Regions from separate parts of the Zea mays genome. Here region 1 is linked to region 2. The links are chromatin contacts, called in public Hi-C maps. All regions are on one chromosome and are shown on one strand. The core of a region is the stretch at or near the end of the contact, and the rest is flanking DNA. Distances in the headings are between cores, read along the strand shown.

What was found. A called contact is a pair of places that touch in the nucleus more often than the background predicts.
Region 1: a Hi-C map of tassel shows a contact between it and region 2, with 4 times the contacts expected there. The contact joins the promoter of LOC100285951 here to the enhancer-like site in region 2. A contact is called at or near these places in 4 of 25 Hi-C or Micro-C datasets (bundle sheath, ear, leaf and 1 more).

What each region holds. Positions count from the first base shown.
Region 1 is chr6:144,183,141-144,186,805 of Zm-B73-REFERENCE-NAM-5.0, forward strand. It overlaps LOC100285951, which reads left to right and starts at 1,276. Exons shown (of 8, transcript NM_001413922.1): 1 at 1,276-1,549; 2 at 1,666-2,011.
Region 2 is chr6:144,104,012-144,107,875 of Zm-B73-REFERENCE-NAM-5.0, forward strand. LOC100191237 (putative glyoxalase family protein) reads right to left here. Exons shown (of 9, transcript NM_001136671.1): 9 at 1,934-2,284. The coding sequence ends at 2,240. Among protein-coding and RNA genes, the nearest start is that of LOC100191581, 8.7 kb to the left of the region's middle. Within about 2 kb of position 1,545, at least 17 of the 20 cell types and tissues checked have an H3K27ac peak or open chromatin away from gene starts, as enhancers often do. A contact at or near this core is called in bundle sheath, ear, leaf and 1 more, where this site is marked.

The sequences.
Region 1 (3,665 bases), core at 26-2,525, 79 kb after region 2:
GTCAAGATTCGATATGCGGTAGCCCCTCCTCCCGGCTCCAGCCACAACCCATGGCGATGACGGTGCCGCAGATGGCAGTGACACCTACTGCCCACCATTTGCATGGCGCGAACGCGGCATCCCTGGCCCCCGCTGCACCTCGATTGTCTTGCCACCACTCGCTTCATGGTCACCACATGAGATCCCCTAGACCTACTCCACCTTGTGGCAAGGGAGCATGGCTCATCGTCGTAGATGAAGACGACAAGCGAGACCCACGCCTCTAGGCTATGACCTCCATCGATGTATAAAGCCGCCAACACCCACCTCCTCCTCAGATCCCTCTCCCCTACTCAGATCCCTCGCCACCGTCGTCTCCACTAGAGATGGCAATGGAGCTTCGATCCCCGATTCCCCGCGGGGATTCCTCCAATAGGGAATAAGGACGGGGAAGTTTTTCCCCCACGAGGATGTAAACGGGGAAAATTTTCTCGGGTAAATGTTTCCTCGTCTTCATCCCCGTTCCCCGTGGGGACCCGTTAAACCTGTACGTGATGATGTTTTCGTGTAATAGTTAACGATAAAATAAATGGTTACCATGTTAAGTGATCAATCATTTGACAAATGTGTTTACACATGATGATTTATTACATCTAACAATAAGTATAAGTAAAAATGTTTTGCATTAATAACAAATGGTGTATGTTCTAATTATAATTTAAACGGTCCGTCGGGATTTATCCCCGTGAGGAACGAGGATATGGTAGAAATGTCCCCTATAAGGGCTAATTTGGGAGCCACAAAATCGAAGAGAATTGGAGGGACTAAAATCCCCTCATTATTCAGTTTAAAATAAGGAGAGGATTTTAGCCCTTCAATCCCCTCCGGCATTTGGACTCCCAAACTAGCCCTAAGGACTAGTTTGGGAGTTCAGAAATCGGAGGAGCTTTTAGCCCCTTCTTATTCAAACCCCTTCTTATTTAAAATTGAATAAGAAGGGGATTCTAGCCCCTCCAATCCGCTCCGGTTTTGTGACTCCCAAACTAGCCTTAGGTCTTGTTCGTTTTTATCGGATTGCACCTGAAATCGTTGCAGCTAATCAAAGTTTATATAAATTAGAGAAGCACTTCGGTTAGGAATCGTTTCGACCCACCAATCCAGCACAAATGAACAAGGCCTTAAACGTTTATAAAGATTTTCACGAGAAAATTTTTATGTCGACGGCTATGGGAGCTATTCACAGAATGGGAATTTCCGGTTGCCATCCGTAACCTCCACCCACCTCGCGCTCTCGCTGTTCTGCAACACGTGGGTCAGTCGAAGCGGGCTCATCTGCACTGCTGGGTTGTCTAGGACACGACCCTACATCGCGGCTCGCGGGCGTCAGGGCGCAGATCAGCCATGCCTTCCATCGAGCAGTTCCAGCATTGGATGGCAACCAACGTGTGTGCTCTTGTCTTCGTTTATCCGTGCGTGGGTTCTTTCGTCTGGCTGGGGACTCCTGCACGCCGGCTCTCGTACGACCGCCGTTCTCCCGGACTTCGTCGGCTCCCACTTTTGGAACTTCTAGGTGATTCCATCCCTCCTTGCACTCGCTATGCGTGAGCTTGATGGCGCCTATGCGATTTACTTTCTTTGACGACTCTCAGTGGGGCGTGCCTGATCCTCTTATGGCTCCTCTTCCAGTCTATTGTCGCCTTCTAGCAGAGATTGGTGGAAGACGACGATGTCTCGCTAAAGGAGAGGAGTGGAGGAGGCGGGAGCAGCAAGAATGGCGTGCTCCACCAATCTCTGCTTCTCAGTGTCGATTCCTCCTCTCCCAGCCTCTTGTTCTTCTGACTCCTCCCCCTTCCGCACAATGGAGCGTGTGTCCTGCACTCTGTCCAGGTATGTTTCTTGTTGCCCTACCTCCATAGGCATTGGTGAAGCGGTTACGGTGATGGGGATGGGCAAGATCGTGCGGTGGTGCGCTGGGAAGTAGCACTTCCTCGCCAAGAGGAACACCAGGCGCAAGAAGAGGCTCTCCAATATGGTATTCTTCTATCCATCCACTATAGTGTCACTGAAATTTTGTTCAGTTGCTTAATTTGTCTCAGAGGTCATTTGTATAGCTATAAAATTCTCCGTTGGTCCGTCTCCGTGACATGTTGATGTGGAATGTTGATTTCAATAGCGCAATGTGCTCTCGTCTTTTTATTGCTTGATATTTTTATTGTGATAATGTTCATGGAAATTGGAAATGCAAAATGCAAGGCGAGAGTTTGCTTCGCGGATATGTTCTGCGGTGCTTCATTTGTTACTTTCTAGGCATCTCGGTGTACTCATGGACTATTCCTCAAATGTGTGTGGGCTAATATAGATGGCATGAAAAGCTTTTGGCTACAATTTCTTCTTTTATTTTCACTAGCTAGGTAGGAATATATGTTTGAAAATTAGCAACTTGTAGTGTTTGTTAGGTACTAAAGTAACTGGATTCCACTACTCAACACAGAAATGCATCTCATCCCATTCATCAAATCTTAGCCATGCTAAGCAACCTGACTCCCTGCTATCTAACTACCATATCATGTTTGCTATCACTATTTTTTAAAGCAAGAACCAGTGCATCAGTTGAAGTATACATAACAAATCAAATTTTAGGCGATCACATAGTATGAAATATCATGAGCAAGGATTATCATAGATAATCTTTCATGTAAAATGAAAACACTATAAAATTTACCCAAGGGTAAAAGTAGAATAAGTACTCATACAAACTCTAGCATAGATTATTCAATTCTTTTGTTTTTGTAATTAGCATGTCAAATAGCCATTTAAATTGGACAAATAAGACAAGATAAAGGATCAAGAAAGCAAAGTGCTATATCAGAATTAATGGTTGATGTTTTCACAAGTCGTGTTGACCAGCGCTACTTTTGTATTTGATATTGTGTAGAAAAAAGACATTGGTGTTAGCAATCTTCATGATGTATGACATTCAACAAAAAGGAAGAGGGCTACAAGGACTGTTAAGTAGAGTTAGTACCTGCCAAGTTATTAACACTTAGATCCAGCTCGTTTAGGACCAGAGAATCACCCTTCTGAAGCCCACTAAGCACAAATCTAACAAACACATTGTTTCCGGGTCACAAAACTTTAAGATCATAAACATAATTGAACCCTAGGAGGTCACCAAATAAGAGTGAACTTGCCTGCTTGGGAGCCTAGGAGATCATAAACTAATATGATGTTCATAATATGGTGTCTCTGGTCCTTTTTCCTTAAGAGCTTATGCTGACCCCCTCGAAAAATGGGAGCCTGGACTTGCCTGCTTGGGACATTTTCGCATGTGAGCTGAATGATTTTTTTGTTTAAAAATTTAGTTGCTTATCTTTTTTTGTGTGGAAGGGGAACCATGCAATGTGAACCCTGATGATGCAAATACGCCCTTATAACAGGATAACTGTCCACATGGTAACTAATTGATTATTATTGCAGGGTTTTGAGCATGTATGACATAAGGGTTTGAACCTTTGTTAATTCTATATTCACATCTAGGGCTGGAAAAAAAGCTCGAGGCTCGCGAGCCGGCTCGGTGAGGCTCGCGAGCCTAAACGAGCCCGAGCCGAGCCTAATTCCACGGCTCGCTACACTAACGAGCCGAGCCGAGCCGGCTCGGTGAGGCTCACGAGCCGGCTCGAGGCTCG
Region 2 (3,864 bases), core at 295-2,794:
TAGCCCGTCTCTGCACGACTCTCCCTATATATTATCTCTTATCTGCATTTATGATGTAGGGGCTCGGCGTTGTATCATACAATTTCTTAATTGTCTCTTATACTTTGAAAAGCGAACCACCACCTCACGGTTGTGCATGCCCTAATAGCATCTCCTTGTCGGTTGTCAGTATGATCTGTTTTCACATTATGGCTTTCACTTCCTACCTTGTCTTCCTAAAATAATATTGAACTATGAAAATGGTTTAAAATAAGGACTAGTTTGAAAACTTAAATATCATGCGGATTCCTAGGAATTAAGGGAGAAATTAGCTTAATTGGTCGAGTCGTCGCGATAATATAAATTCATCACTTTCTAGATCCTAAATCGTATGTACTCCTTCATCTTTTTCAGCATGTAATCCACATGTTACTCAAATTCTTCCTGCAACAAGATTTTTCTCACAGCCAATCTCAGAAAAGATCGTCAGAAAAACAAACTGAAACAGACCCAAAATCAAGGGCTTGCATAGCACGGCAGCGCAGGCATGTGGCCCGTCGTCTCTCCTCAACTTATCTATAGGAGCACACACGCTATTTAATTTGAACACCTTCTTAATAAGTTATCATACTACCATGTGGTACTAATTCCACTATCACTTTAGCATTTATTGTACAACACTTATTGTAGATATTTGAAAATCTTTGATTGATTGCTTAAACTAGTTACAGGATAAGCCCAATCAATCCGACACGACTCAGTCTGGTACGGTTGTTCTCATTTTTCATGACTAATACATATTTTCTTTAAATTGTAGACGATTTGTACGGTTGTTCTCTTTTTTGAGGATCAGTACTGATTTTCTTTATATATTAGACGACGCTTACACTAACCTATTCATCTTAAGGTCTACCAGTTCAGTTTATTTGCTTTGGATAGCATGTGCGCGTCGGAGGGTAAGGATGAACCATTGGATGCCAATCCATCAAACTATGGTCTATTGTTATGTTCCTCGGCCACCAGTATACGTGGCCAATGCGCTGTGTCGGATCGGCATGGTCCGAGCCCGTCACGGTCGGGCCGAAGCACAGCACAGGTAAATAGGGTCATGTTGTGTTCGCTTATGGGCCGAAATCTAAATCCAAACACGATCAGACTAGTTTAACGGGTCGTATCGAGCCATCGTGTCGTGTCGTGCTACCGTGCCGGATGGCCCACGGCCTGACTTGTAATAGAGCTAAAAAAATAACTTATTTCCCCTTTTTTTATTGCTCATTTTTCTATTTTTTAATAGAGCTCGAAATTGGGGGTAAAGTCAATCATACATGTATATATGGTGGGCTAGATTGGGCAAGTAAAGTTCGACCACAAATAGATCGTGCCGGATCGTGCTCAACCTGATGGGCTATTCGTGTTTCTACCATCAGGCTCAATAAGCCCATAGTAAATAGGTCGTGCTCGTGTCGTCCCATGAGCTTGTCCATAAAACCAAACACATAAGCCTCATGCCGGCCCAGGCACAGTTATTATCAACATCGTGCCTGTGCTGTTCTAAAATTCGTGCCAGCTCATAGCCGAGCCCATCTGATGAGCTATAGCCCACCAGTAGTGAACTCGGCCCAACGTCAAGGCTAGGCTCCACGAAGAAATAAAGAAAAACACAGACCAGCTCAGTCCACTTCAGGTCCGCTGCTCCACGAAGATCAAATGAGGATTCGGCTGGGCCGCGGACTTAAAACCAAAATCTTCTTCCTACGGTAGTTCTAGGGCCAGAATGAAAACTTAATAAATCTCCTGTAGGATTAATCTATAGAAATCTAAACTAGCCCTAAGAGCGTAAGATTTCTAAACTAGCCCTAAGAGCCTATGGTAGCTCTAATACTTCAGAGCTGGTTTGTGGTTTGTTGACAATGAAATTGGAGAGAATTCATGGAAAAATAAATCACTTGCTATTCAAGTCACCAAACCAGCCCTTATATTGCCGCTTGAAAGAAGACGATTTTCTTACCCATGAATCATTTCCATTGAACTTATGCATTAAAATGCATAATACAAAAACGGTTGCGCATCTATATAGATCTGCAAGGAAAATCTAATGCTCTATCAACTATCAATTGCGATGATGCCGTAGATTGGACGACCTATCTACAATCCTCAGTTTGAGGCTGTGGCTTTACAAAGATTTTGCAGGTCATGCATGGAACTCACGGGGTGCAACCGTATGGAGCTTGATGTACCAAGTTGAGATCTCTAGCAAAGCTCATTCTTCCAACTCCTTCAGAAAATCTATGTTATCGACAAACACCTGCATTATTGAAAAGAATGTCTATCATTGGCAAGAATATCCGCAACAAAAAATAGCACAAAAAATTATATATTCCCACATCAATTCATCCTGACAATGGTCTAAGTATGTATTTTGGGTTATTTCAACGATCAATTTCAATAAGTAGCAGAAAAAATAATATATTTCAATAAGTATGTATTTTGGGTTATTTCAATGATCAATTTCAATAAGTACCCCCCAAAAAATAATATATTTCAATTGTTGATGCCGCAGAAATCAGCAATTAAAAAATACACCACATCACAATAAAGTTGCATGACTTAAAATCTAGCTCAATTCAATCAATAATGTGAATAGACAAGAATTTTATCAAAACTCAATTGATAACTCAATAAAAAATATACGATCTTTAAATACTTCAATACTTTGCCACAAAGTAACACACTCATATCAATTTTTGTATGTAGTAACTTACCATTCCACCTAGAACACACATAGTATGCTTTATGGGTTTCTTATTAACTTTGTCATAGGACAAACTATTGACAATGAGAATATACCAACAGTCTAGAAACATCAACATTAAAGGTAAACACTCCTCGTTAAAGCCACAGAAACATCAACATTTAAGGCCTCATTTGGATAGGGCGGGATTGACGTTGATTGGAGGCCAAACCCTGCCACCCGTGGATCAGATCCACGCCGGGCTAGCAACCCACGTGGGCTTGTTTGGTTTATTCCCATTCCATGTGGATTGGAGTGGATTGAGGTGTAATTTGACTTGTTATTGACCTAATCCGACTCAATCACACCCAATCCACATGGATTAACTACAAAACGAACAAGCCCTAAGGTGCAAAATCCATATTTGAGAAGAGTGTGGACAGGAGCTAATCCAACTCAATCCCCCTCAAACCGCGTGGATCTTGCTCATCTCCACTCCTGGCCAGGAATGACATGCTCGTGTAACTCCGCTTTCGGAAAAAGGTGATGTCGTGCATCCCTCCTCTCCCGTGCGGCGGCGGGTGAATCAAGTGCGCCTCTCCCAGCTCACATCCCCACTCTCCTTTCAATCCTCTGCAAGTAGGGGAAGTTTTAGCAAATAAAATGGCTAGTCACCTGCAGAGAATGGTGTCTCCTAACCAAACTGCTTTCATTAAGAAATGGTTTCTTCTTGACAACTTTGTGCTGGTTCAGAAGACTTCCCGTTTCCTTCATCAGCAAAAGCAGACTCGCTTTCTTCTCAAATTGGATATTTCAAAAGCCTTTGACTAGGTTTCTTGGGCTTTTCTTGTCGAAGTTATGAGGAAGATTGGCTTTGGTCGTGTTTAGTGTGATATCATAAGTGGTTTACTAGTGTCTTCCTCCACTAGAATCTTGCTGAATAGGATCCATGGTAATTTTTTGTGCATTTGGCTGGTGTTCCATAACCGGTGTTGGACGGCTGATCGCCTTGCTAAGAGAGGCTTGCCCCACCCTGATGCGTACCCACTCTGTGATCGAGATGATGAAGACATTCACCATCTCTTGGTCGGCTGTGTTTTTGCTAGACAAGTATGGGCAAGCCATCACAGCCATGGGCATCTCCTTGGTGCTTG